3 separate regions of the Mus musculus genome follow, and regions 1 and 3 are each linked to region 2. Evidence: chromatin contacts called from public Micro-C data. All regions are on one chromosome and are shown on one strand. The core of a region is the stretch at or near the end of the contact, and the rest is flanking DNA. Distances in the headings are between cores, read along the strand shown. Region 1 holds the start of Dnal1 (dynein, axonemal, light chain 1). Region 2 holds the start of Dcaf4 (DDB1 and CUL4 associated factor 4). Region 3 holds the start of Acot4 (acyl-CoA thioesterase 4).

Region 1 (3,581 bases), core at 476-2,975, 590 kb after region 2:
GAGTAGTACTCCATTGTGTAGATGTACCACATTTTCTGTATCCATTCCTCTGTTGAGGGGCATCTGGGTTCCTTCCAGCTTCTGGCTATTATAAATAAGGCTGCTATGAACATAGTGGAGCATGTAAGGGCATGAGTGGTGGATTATGGCCCTCCTTAACCTTAAAGGCCCTGTTTCTAGATACTATGACAGTCACATTAAGAGTTCAGCATATGAATTTTGAGGAGACACAATTCCGTGGTTAACAATCATCATACCTCCCTAATACCGCTTTAAATGTGTGTTTGCACCCTTTCATGTGTACTGTATAGATTTTAAAGAGGGTCCCATCAACTATTTTGCTTGGCAACTTGAATTTCTACTTAAAATACCAATACCTTTTGGTTGGGTAATAGCCTCAGGTCATGAGGCTGTACTGGAAAATAGCCCTTGACCATAAAGAATGTCTTAGCCCCAGCCTGACCTTTCAGATTCACTTGCAGAAACAGTAAGTCCTGGTATAGAAAACACAGCACACGCCCTGCTCCCAGTATAATGGCCAAAAAAAAAAAAAGCTGTAACTTCCTGGTGGCTACCTATATTCTACACATGTCCTTTAATTGAGCTCAACCTTCATCCCAGGCAGAAGTTGGGGTCCTTTTTGGATCCCAAAAAGCATTCTTACCCTGTTGAGATCAAGTCTGTTTACTTCTCTGCCTCGTTTTTTTTTTCTTACACTTTTCATGTGAATAAATGTATTTCTACAATATTTTAATAGAACCACTATTCCATTTGTATGCTTAGTATTACTAACCAATTCTCTTTTGTTGACATTTGTGTTTTCTTTTTCCTATAAAAGCTTTAAACGTGTGTGCTGAGGGAGGCTCCATATGTACTTCATATGTTGACTGTTCCTCGGGATGAAGGCTGAGAACTTCTGGCTTGGTCACAAAGATGCAGAAGTTTTAACTGTTCTTAAATTCGTATCGCCAACAGCCTTCCAAGACAGACCATCAATTGCTCAAAGCAGTTTATTTGTGAAGCTCTATTCTCCATGTCCCTAGCAACTCTATTTAAAAACATACATCTAATACACACACACACACACACACACACACACACACACACACACACACACAACACTCCGGAGGCAGAGACATCCAGAGTTCCAGGACAGCCAGGGCTACATAGGAAACCTCGTCTTAGAAAAAAACAAACAAACAAAAAAATGTGACTGGTTTTTTTTTTTTTTTTTTTTTTTTTTTAATCTGACTTCTTAGGGAAGGAAAAAAATATCTTGGTTGCAAAATAATCAACACTTTGTAATACTTTAAGCGTGTTTCGGGCACCTGAGTTCTCCTTGGAGGCTCTAGAATAAGGAAATGAGAAGTTCCTAGTTTAATTCTGGATATACTGAGCAAGACCGTCTGCCTAAATTACCTTTCTCGTCATTTTTCCAGGGAAGGACTTTTTAAAAAAGTTCTTTTATATCAGAAATGCAAATGTTATCAGGAGGTCTGAAAGTTGCGAGTTTAAGGCAATATTGGCTTTGGGAAAGTACATCAACTACTTGCGTGGGTAGTTGAGGGCTCATCTTCACCTCTGCACCAGCTCAGCAGAGAGGTTGGAGGACCGGGGGGGGGGGGGGGGGGGGGGGGGGCGCCAGCCGTCCCACAATGCTCCGCTAGCGCCACCCAAAAGGCGGAGAGAAAGGACCGCTGCCAGTGCAGGCAAGAGGATTGCTCCAGAGGCGCGCCTGCGCACTGACCCCGGCGGGCCCTAGCAACCAGAGCAGTGACGGTAGCAACCGCCGGAATGGTGAGTACCCTCCAGGCCTCGCAGCCAAACCCGAAAGGAGATTAAGAGTGGAAAAAGGGGTTGCTGTGGGGTGCGGAGGGTGGTGGGGTCCTGGCACCGCGGGTAGGGGGAGGAAGGCAATGCTGGCTTCCCAGAGCCGCAGGCCCAAGGCCGGAGCTGCCGGGGCGGGGGCGGGGGGTGGTCTGCGGAGAGGGAGGCCGGAGGCTGACAGGAAGTTAGGTTAAAGCTGGAGGGACTCTGACAGAAGACAAGGCAAGACAGCTGGGAATTCTCGGGAGAGTGGATTGGAAGGGGAAAGGTGATAGGATGGGCGCTGTGATAAAGAGATCTCTTTGTATAACCGTGATTTTAACTCTCCTCCCCCTCTGGTGGGATGGAGGGGTCGGGGCTGGTTACAGAGATCTCCAGCTGCAGCCGAGTTAGCTGTGCCCAGTTGTCCTCGGAGAGAAAGTGAGTCCTGCTCTTAGGAGACCCTGTTCAAACTCTCTCTCTGATGGATTTATCAGGCCAGTGTCCCTCCAGTTCCAACATGACTAAATATGAGCTTCATTGGATTGCAGATTTTTTGTTGTTGTTGTTGTTGTTTATAATACGACAGGGGGTTCCGGAATGTGTGGTTTCAACCATGCACCCCAAATAACTCTGAAATTGGGGAGCATCTCGCCACACTTTGAGAAACGCTGCTGGCTTAGGTTTGTTGTCTACCAGCAAGCAGTCTTCACAGAGTTGTCATGAAACAACAGTTTTAACTAATGATGCTTGTCGCCATGGAAAACGTACCTCTTTTGCTTACATACTTGATATTTCAAGCTATACGTTTGAACACGATTTCAGATCCAACCCAGCCAGAATTATTTAGCGAAGTATAAGGTTGACTTGCTGACTGGAGATGTTGAATATTTGGGGTCACTTGTTGAGTGGTTTGCCTAGCATGCATGGAGCTATAGATTCAATCCCGAGCACCACGTATGTATCTAGCAGAGTGGTACATACCTTCTTATCCCAAGTACTCAGAAGGTGGAGGCAGGAGGATCCGAAGTTCAAGGTCATTCTCTGTGTGAGATGAATAAGACACTGTCTCAGGGTGTGTGTTTGGGAGGGGGATAGGCGTGTAACTCAGTACTGAAACTAGTAAAGCACTTTGCTAGCATGTAGGAGACCCTAGATTGGATTGACAACAATGCACAAGAAAAGAAAATCAGAAACAAAAAACTGTGTAATTAGTAATTATGAGAGTGTGTGCCTCTGTGTGTGTGTGTGAGTGTGTGTGTGTGTGTGTGTGTGTGTGTGTGTGTGTGTTTCCAGTGCTATATCAATGCACAGAAATTAAGCCTAAGGTGTTAGGATAATGAAGAAGTCATGTTCCCTCATACTGACTGCATAATGGTAGTCTGGTTCCTTCAGAAATACAGGTCCACGTATTACTTGAATATTTTTTTTTAAAGTATGGGCCACCATACCTGGCCATTTATTTTTAGACTTGTTATTCCACTATGTGTACGGGAACCTGTGGAGTCCCTCTCCTCCTGGAGCTGGAGTTACAGGAGGTTGTGAGTCAGCCAGGGTAGGTGCTGGGAATTGAACTCTGGTCCTCTGCAATATAGCCATAAGTAGTCTCAACTGCTGAGGTGTATCCAGCCCCTGGATTTTTTTTTTTTTTGAAAAAGTAGCTTCCAAAGTCTTGTTTATGATAGTTTCCTAGAAAAAAAAAAAGGTGTTTTAGATTCAAACTGCAGTTTCTGAGTCTGGAGACATGACTAAGAGAAGAAAATAAAGGCATTTGG
Region 2 (3,584 bases), core at 105-2,604:
CGCTTGACTTGCTTCTGACCATGGTTCCTTTGTGAAGTGAGTGTATATTACAGGTTTCCAAGGCAAAACTGGTGTCCACCCAGTTCCCATGGTGGGAATTCAGTGAATCCTGTCAATGGGGTCAGTCAGCTGCCTGTTTGCCAATCCTTCACAAGCCTCCCATGGCCGCCTCCTCCTCCCCCCTCCTCCTCAGTCCTCCAGGGTCCTCAAGGCTTCAGTTTACAAATCCTGCCTTCCTCCTCCCAGAATTCAGGTCAGAGATTCTCCTATTGTTATGTCTCCCATCTGCCCACAGCTTTACCCAACAAGGCTCCAGTCTCTGAGGTCCCATGGTTTTCCATGCCTCTGAGGCTGTTCTCCAGCCTCAACCACTTTGCTAAAGATTCCAAGGTCCTCACAGCCAGTCCAACCAGTAGCTGAAACAGGCTTCCAGCCACATCTTCTTTGAAGTCTGCTTTGTCCTTTTCTGGCAGTTCAAGCTCCGGGAAGCAGTAGTGCTCACTTCTCTCGTTTCCCTCAGAACCTAGCACTCTGCATATCCCTGCACACGTCTGTAAACTTGCTACAGGCTGAAGTGTTTTCATAGGCCCACATCTATGATCACTAATAGCTAGCTTCTAGCGGTCCAGCATCAGGAGCCTGGGCGAGCACCGCACACAATGAATCTCAGGAAGGGATTCTGTTCTCCAAATGCAATTAAGATCAAGGCTGTTGGTGGTCCCCACTTAGCCTGACCTATTTGAACCCATTCTGCTCTCACTACTATCACTTCTGACCTGTTACAAACTCCGTCTTCTTTGCAGTGGTACTCTGGGGTGGTTTTCTGACCAAGGCACACGTGTACCATTCTAGAAATATTACCTGTACAAACTTTGGGCTGGAGATCATTGACAATATTTGTTCAACTTTCTTGTTACAGTGGAAGAAATTAAGGCCCAGAGAAGTGATAAGCACACCTTAGGTCACATAGCAAGGAGGAAACAACCTGACCTAGATTCAAGGAGCCTCCCGGCACCGGCAACTGCGTCCCAAAGTCTTTTTCGCTTTCCTCCTCAGAGTCTCCTTTGCTCTTTCCACAAAACAATCATCTTCCCTCTCTCACATATCAGTGTTAACTCGGGCCTGTGTACCAGCTCCAAGCCGAGAGAAATTTCTCGGGATATGATCCGCAGTAAGAAGGAAGACTCACTGTCAAGAGAGTACCAGGGACTCTGAGGAGGCGGTAGCAATCTCTAGCCCCGCCCCAAAGCGCATCAGACCCCGCCCCTAAGCGTGCCAAGCCCGGGCACGCTCGACCAGGACAAGGCGGAAATCCTAAGTCCCGCCCTCCGTAAAGACCGCCCCTACTGACATGGACAGGCAGAAGCCTAATTCAATGAGAAGAAAGAACCGGCCGCTTTAGTCCTATGGGGTGCGACAACACAACATGAGGGTCTTTCCGGATCTTTGCACGCCCCTGGGTGCTCCAGCCCAGAAGTGTCGTAGCTGAGAGGACCATCTGTGCAGGTAAGGCTGTTCCCATGCGTGGCGTGCATCTGGGCGCCGACGGAGGGTGCCGCTGTACCCACGCAGAGGACAGAGAAGGCAAGGCTGAAGGCAGGAGGAGTGAGCGTGCCATACAAGGCCGGAGTGGGCGTGGGCCAGGACCTGGCGAGTCCTGCGGCGTCCCCAGGATCCCCTTGCAGAGTCCAGCCTGCAGTAGACCTCTGCCTCTGTTGAAATTTGGGCTGTGAAGAAACACGAGGCCAGGAGGCCAATAGTACTTTATGGTATAAATTTTGGAAGTTTATGTTTTTGGTTTTTTTGTTTTTTGGTTTTTCGAGGCAGGGTTTCTCTGTGTAGCCGTGGCTGTCCTGGAACTCACTCTGTAGACCAGGCTGCTGGCCTTGAACTCAGAAATCCGCCTTCTGCCTCCCAAGTGCTGGGATTTTGCTTTTTTTTTTTTTAAAGGCTTCTTTTATGTATGTGGATATTTGGCGTGCATACATGAGTGTACTTCGAACAAGCCTGGTGTTCAGGGAGGCCAGAAGAGATCAGTGAGATCTCCTCCAGCTGGATGATCGTGAGCCGCCCTGCGGGGTGCTAGGATTTGAACCTGGGTCCTCAGCTTTCTTAACCACTAAGACATCTACACACACACACCTTTTAAAAGAGCTTTTATTTTTAATTGTGTATGTGGGTGTGTGTGCTTACATGTGTCTGTGGAAGATCCAAGAGACCCAAATGTGTCAAACTCCTGAAACTGTAATTTGAGACGTTGTGAGCTCCTGAACTCTGAAGAACAGCAAGTGCTCTTAACTGCTGAGCTATCTCTCCAACCCTAGCGGTATCTTTATAAGACACAGAAAGAGAGGTTACGTGGTGGCTTGCCTGAGGTTGTGTGCAGGCTGGTATTTGGAAAAGTTAGGAAGCCCAGATGTGGACCAGCCTCCATTCCCTGCCACAGTAAGATGGGTGTTAGTGAGAAACGAAGCCTTTCCACACCAGTTCTAGTGACTTTGGGGAGCGCCACAACTCCCTCCACCTTGGATGACCAGACACAGCCTTGTGTGTGGAGCAAGGCAGTAAGAAGAAAAACATAAAACAAAACAACTAACAACTCCAAGTCAGCTACTCGGAGAAGACAAAAATCCCACGACCTGGAAATCCAGTTGTCGATAACAGTGGAAAGTAATCGAGGTGGTGTCTTTTGGCTGATGGAGCCTACAAGTGCAGGATGCTCCTGTATCTCTAATGCGACTTTGTTAGTCAGGTATTGTTAGTTCTATAAGCCTCGGTTTCCATGCTGTGTAGTAGGGTTAGCTTATTATGGTTGTGTATTTGTGTGTATGTATAATGTATGTGTGTAAGTGAAGGTTAGGGGGCAACTTTGTGGAGTTGGGTCTCCTGTGGATTTTTATTTTTTCAGTTTTTTTTAAAAAGATTTATTTATTTATTATATGTAAGTACACTGTAGCTGTCTTCAGACACACCAGAAGAGGGAGTCAGATCTCATTACGGATGGTTGTGAGCCACCATGTGGTTGCTGGGATTTGAACTCAGGACCTTTGGAAGAGCAGTCGGATGCTCTTACCTGCTGAGCCATCTCACCAGCCCCTGATTTTTGTTTTTTTGTTTTTGTTTTTTTGAGACAGGGTTTTTCTGTATAGCCCTGGCTGTTCTGGAACTCACTTTGTAGACCAGGCTGGCCTCGAACTCAGAAATTCGCCTGTCTCCTGCCTCCCGAGTGCTGAAATTAAAGGCATGCGCCACCACTGCCCGGCTCTCCTGTGGATTTTAGGGAGGGAATTTATAAGGATAGGTTTGCGTGCGTGCGTGTGTGTGTGTGTGTGCGTGTGTGTGTGTGTGCGTGCGCGTGTGTGTATGCTACTTGTGTTTGATTGCTCTCAAAGGCCGGAGGAGTGTTGGGTCACTTAGAACTGAGTGACAGGAGGTTGCGAGCCACCTTGATAGTGGGTGCTGGGATCTAAGTTCAGGTCTTCTACAAGAGCAGCAATTGCTTTTAGCTGCTGAGCCCTCTGTCCAGCCTCTTATTTTATATTTTACACCTGACAGAACTCTTGGTGAGCTATCTGCATTTTCTC
Region 3 (4,137 bases), core at 110-2,609, 520 kb after region 2:
AGCAATATAATTCACAAAGTCCCTGCTCATATTTTACTTTACGTTGACCAAGGGACAGAACATCGCCTCAGTTGGCAGTCAGGGCCTTCCTCACCTTTGCACTCTTCCTTCTGGAAGGTTCAGTTTGAACGCCTGCCTTATGTGTATCTAGTGGCATGCCAACAGCATCCTAAACCCCAGCCAGATGGCTCCACAAGCACTCATATATCTGCATCTTAGGCTGCACCATTTCTAAAAAAGATTTATTTTATGTATGTGAGTACACTGTAGCTGTACAGATGGTTGTGAGCCTTCATGTGGTTGTTGGGAATTGAATTTAAAGACCTCTGCTCGCTCTGGACAACTATACTCACTCAGTCCCTGCTCACTCTGAACGAAAGATTTATTTATTATTATACGTAAGTACACTGTAGCTGTCTTCAAACGCAGCAGAAGAGGGCATCGGTTCTCATTACGGATGGTTGCGAGCCACCATGTGGTTGCTGGGATTTGAACTCAGGACTTTCAGAAGAGCAGTCAGTGCTCTTACCTGCTGAGCCACTCCCTGCACCATTTTATCAGCCCATTGGACAACACTGGACCTTGGATGAAGCCAACTTCTCAGAGAACTTTCTATGGCACCCTTGACACCTGCTCGGCCCCTAGAACGTTCAAGCCGCCCTTAATAGCACCCCTAGTAAAACGGGGTCGAGCAACCACCTCTGTGGCCTCTTCATCCTGTACCAGAGAGCCATTTGCATCTCATTGAATCTGGGCTTTGGGGCCAGGAGAGGATGTTGCCCACTAATTAATCTTGGCTGTCAATTTAACCACATCTGGAGTCAACTAAACCCCAAGCAGCTGGGATTGCCTGTGAAGGATTTTTCTTGGTTGGATTATTTTGAGGTGGGAGACTCACCCTAAGTCCAGATCATTTGGCCCTAAATCCAGATCATTTGGCCCTAAATCTGGGCCACACAAAAGGACACGGGAGAAGGGACGTCTTCGTGTCTCTGTCTGCGCATGTCTCCATCCTGTTCGCTATGTTCATATTTAGAGAACCCTAACTTAACACAGTTGCCTTTCTCAATTTAACTGTGCATTCTAGTTTCTGTGCTGGGAGCTGTAGCATCCAGGGAAGTTTTTGTAAGCTGAGTATCTTAAGACTAAAGTGGTATAAAGTTGTAATTTATTACAAAGTTCTTGCTCTTGGTTCCGTTTTGTATTTTTATAAAGCTGCTGAATCCACGGAAGGATCGTACTTTGCCTTGATTCATTCACTTGGTGTGTCATCACCAATCACTTTCACAACACCACGTGGGAGTGGCGAGAAGCAGAATCCTATAACCTGGCTCAGCCCCGAAGCATGACCTTTGGCCGGTCTGTGCCCAAATTGCTGACAGATCATGGTTCCTCTCTTGTCTGGGTCCTAGAGACGCACTAGGTCGGCTCCACAGCAGGCCAGGCTCCGCTCCGGACTCGCGTGGCGCTCCCCGAGGCCTCCAGCTCCTAATGGCAGCGACACTGAGCGTGGAGCCCACGGGCCGCAGCTGCTGGGACGAGCCGCTGAGCATCGCCGTGCGCGGCCTGGCCCCCGAGCAGCCCGTCACGCTGCGCTCTGTCCTGCGCGACGAGAAGGGCGCGCTCTTCCGAGCCCACGCGCGCTACCGCGCGGACTCCCACGGCGAGCTGGACCTGGCGCGCGTGCCCGCGCTGGGCGGCAGCTTCTCGGGGCTCGAGCCCATGGGGCTGCTCTGGGCCATGGAGCCCGATCGGCCTTTCTGGCGCCTGATCAAGCGCGACGTGCAGACGCCCTTCTTGGTGGAGCTGGAGGTGCTGGACGGACACGAGCCCGATGGCGGGCGGCGGCTGGCGCGGACGGTGCACGAGCGTCACTTCATGGCTCCCGGGGTGCGGCGCGTGCCCGTGCGCGAGGGCCGGGTGCGCGCCACGCTCTTCCTGCCCCCAGGTGAGTTGGGTGGTTGAGAGGTGGGAGCGCGCCAAGGGCTGAGTCTAGGGGTGGGGTTAGGGTTTCCTAGGAAGGTGCTATTGGCCATTTCAGTGGTCACTCAAACAGGTTGGGGGATTTTCATACATTAGCAAGTGCCCTTTGCTTGCATTATCTCATTTAATCTCTGTCTATCCCCAAAAGATAGTGTTATCCAGCTGATGAAAAACACAACTGAACTTTGTTGCAATACGAGGTTAGGAAAAATGAGACAGAGGAAACTGCCACATTGTCCTTGACACACGCAGCCCCTTCTCCCCACTCCACCCCCACCCCTAGTCAGTACATACAAACACACACACACACATACACACACACACACAACCTCAAGGGTTAAAGCCATAGTACATCCAGATTAGCATAAATTGGCTTTGTTCTTATTGTTTTTGAATTTAACCTTATGGGGGCTTAGTGGTTAAGAGCACTCACAAGCGTTCTGCCATTAACTTTGGAAAAGTAAAACCCAATTTTAAAACAATTTATTACTTATAGAATTAATATTAGAAGCATTACCATCATATTACAAAGTTTGGCTGCCAATTAATACCTATGAATACATGCAAGCTTTAATGTTTTATTAAAGAGACATTACTTAAAATTTTATCTTTAATTCTACTTTCTAGGATAAGAATCACATTAATTATTATCTCAACTAGAAGTATCTTTAGAGACCCAGCCTCTTGGCCTGCCTTATGCCACGTGTTGGAAGGACTTTAAACTTGAGTTATCAATTTTAAGGCTAACCATCTGTTACCAATGTAACAACTATTAATCTTAACTAATAACTTATGAGCTGATTGTGAAAACACTCAGAGCATATTACCAATTAAAAAAAAAAAAAAACAAAGGAAGCAGTTACATTTAGACCAATCAGAGAACATTAATTTTTCTAGCTATAATCATAGAATAAAAAGTACTTTATCATTTGCCAAACACATTAATCACGAATGTAGAGAACCCTCTAAGAAAAAAAAAAAGTTTATCAGCTTTTTTACCCCAAAACTAAGAGGCTGTAGACTCTCCTTTTTTCCTATAAGGAACAGCTTTTCCAGCAGGGGCCCTCTTGCCGTGTGCCTGTTTCCTGGTTGAAGCATGTGGCCGCTCTCGGCTTTGCAGATAAAGTTTTTTTTTTTTTAGCCATCTTTATTATCCAACATAAAACATAGAACATTCATTCATTCAGACTGGACACGAACATACATGAAATTGAACAAATGAACAGATTGGTGCACCAGACATTAGACAAAGACACAAAAGGGGCAGAGTACTTCTGCTGTAAAGCCCAGAGAGAACAAAGCAGGGCACCCCTGAAATTTCTCTCTGCTTTTTGGGACATTTTCCTCCCGCATGATGCAGTTTTTAACTGCGGCCATCTGCCTGATTAGTAATTTCCTTTTAATAAACCCTTTCTTTTCTCACGCCTAACTGGGAGCTACGGCTAACCACCTGTTACGTTCCTAGCCCCTAATAAACCTCACTGGTGAACCTAAGTGAATTAGCGTGCAGGTTTAACGCTGTTTCAACTTAGCCCATACCGACTTTCTCCGGTATGAATTTCCTTTAATTATTTTCTTCTTCTATGGAGCTCCAAACCAGCAGTGCTTCTTCCAAATGTCCTCTGTTGTTTCTCAGTCCCGCGTTGGGTCGCCAGATCTGTTGCGGCTGGCCAGCGGCTCACATGTCTGGGTTCTAGTCTGAGAAGCATCTTGGAACCTGGAAGAGAAGATGGGGCTAGGCGATGCGAGAGAGACGGAGCTAAGACAACCAGGTTCTAATCAAAGCTCAATTTTACTATTTCGTGCACCGAGTTATGAAGGAAGGGGAAAGGGCCCATTCCCGCCAAATCATCCTGGAGTCAGCTTCAGGTGACCACGTCGGAACAGCAAGGCGGCAGGCTCCAGCAGTGGGAGTGGCAGAACGATAGGGTGACAGGCTCCACCCTGATGCTCTCTTCTTGCTAACAGTGAAACCTGAGCTGGGGGGGGGGGGTTAGAACCTGGGTTCAATTCCCAGCACCTGCATGACAGCTCACAGCTGTCTGTAACTCCTGTACTGGGAGATCTGACACTCTCACACAGATAAATACAGAAGCAAAACTCTAACACATAAAAATAAATGTATTTTGTTTTCTCATGTGTGTATGGTTTGTG

Evidence for each region. A called contact is a pair of places that touch in the nucleus more often than the background predicts.
Region 1: a contact with region 2 is called in a Micro-C map of embryonic stem cells, with 3 times the contacts expected there. The contact joins the promoter of Dnal1 here to the promoter of Dcaf4 in region 2. A contact is called at or near these places in 1 of 484 Hi-C or Micro-C datasets (embryonic stem cells) and 1 of 9 other capture datasets (embryonic stem cells).
Region 3: a Micro-C map of the G1E-ER4 cell line shows a contact between it and region 2. The contact joins the promoter of Acot4 here to the promoter of Dcaf4 in region 2. A contact is called at or near these places in 5 of 39 promoter capture datasets (the HPC-7 cell line, embryonic stem cells, frontonasal cranial neural crest and 2 more), 1 of 484 Hi-C or Micro-C datasets (the G1E-ER4 cell line) and 1 of 9 other capture datasets (adipose tissue).

What each region holds. Positions count from the first base shown.
Region 1 is chr12:84,112,603-84,116,183 of GRCm38.p6, forward strand. It overlaps Dnal1 (dynein, axonemal, light chain 1), which reads left to right and starts at 1,726. Exons shown (of 8, transcript NM_028821.3): 1 at 1,726-1,797. The coding sequence starts at 1,795.
Region 2 is chr12:83,519,112-83,522,695 of GRCm38.p6, forward strand. It overlaps Dcaf4 (DDB1 and CUL4 associated factor 4), which reads left to right and starts at 1,355. Exons shown (of 14, transcript NM_030246.2): 1 at 1,355-1,506.
Region 3 is chr12:84,037,020-84,041,156 of GRCm38.p6, forward strand. Acot4 (acyl-CoA thioesterase 4) reads left to right here and starts at 1,360. Exons shown (of 3, transcript NM_134247.3): 1 at 1,360-1,948. The coding sequence starts at 1,492. The region is part of intron 1 of Gm40474 (a long non-coding RNA gene); the gene reads right to left.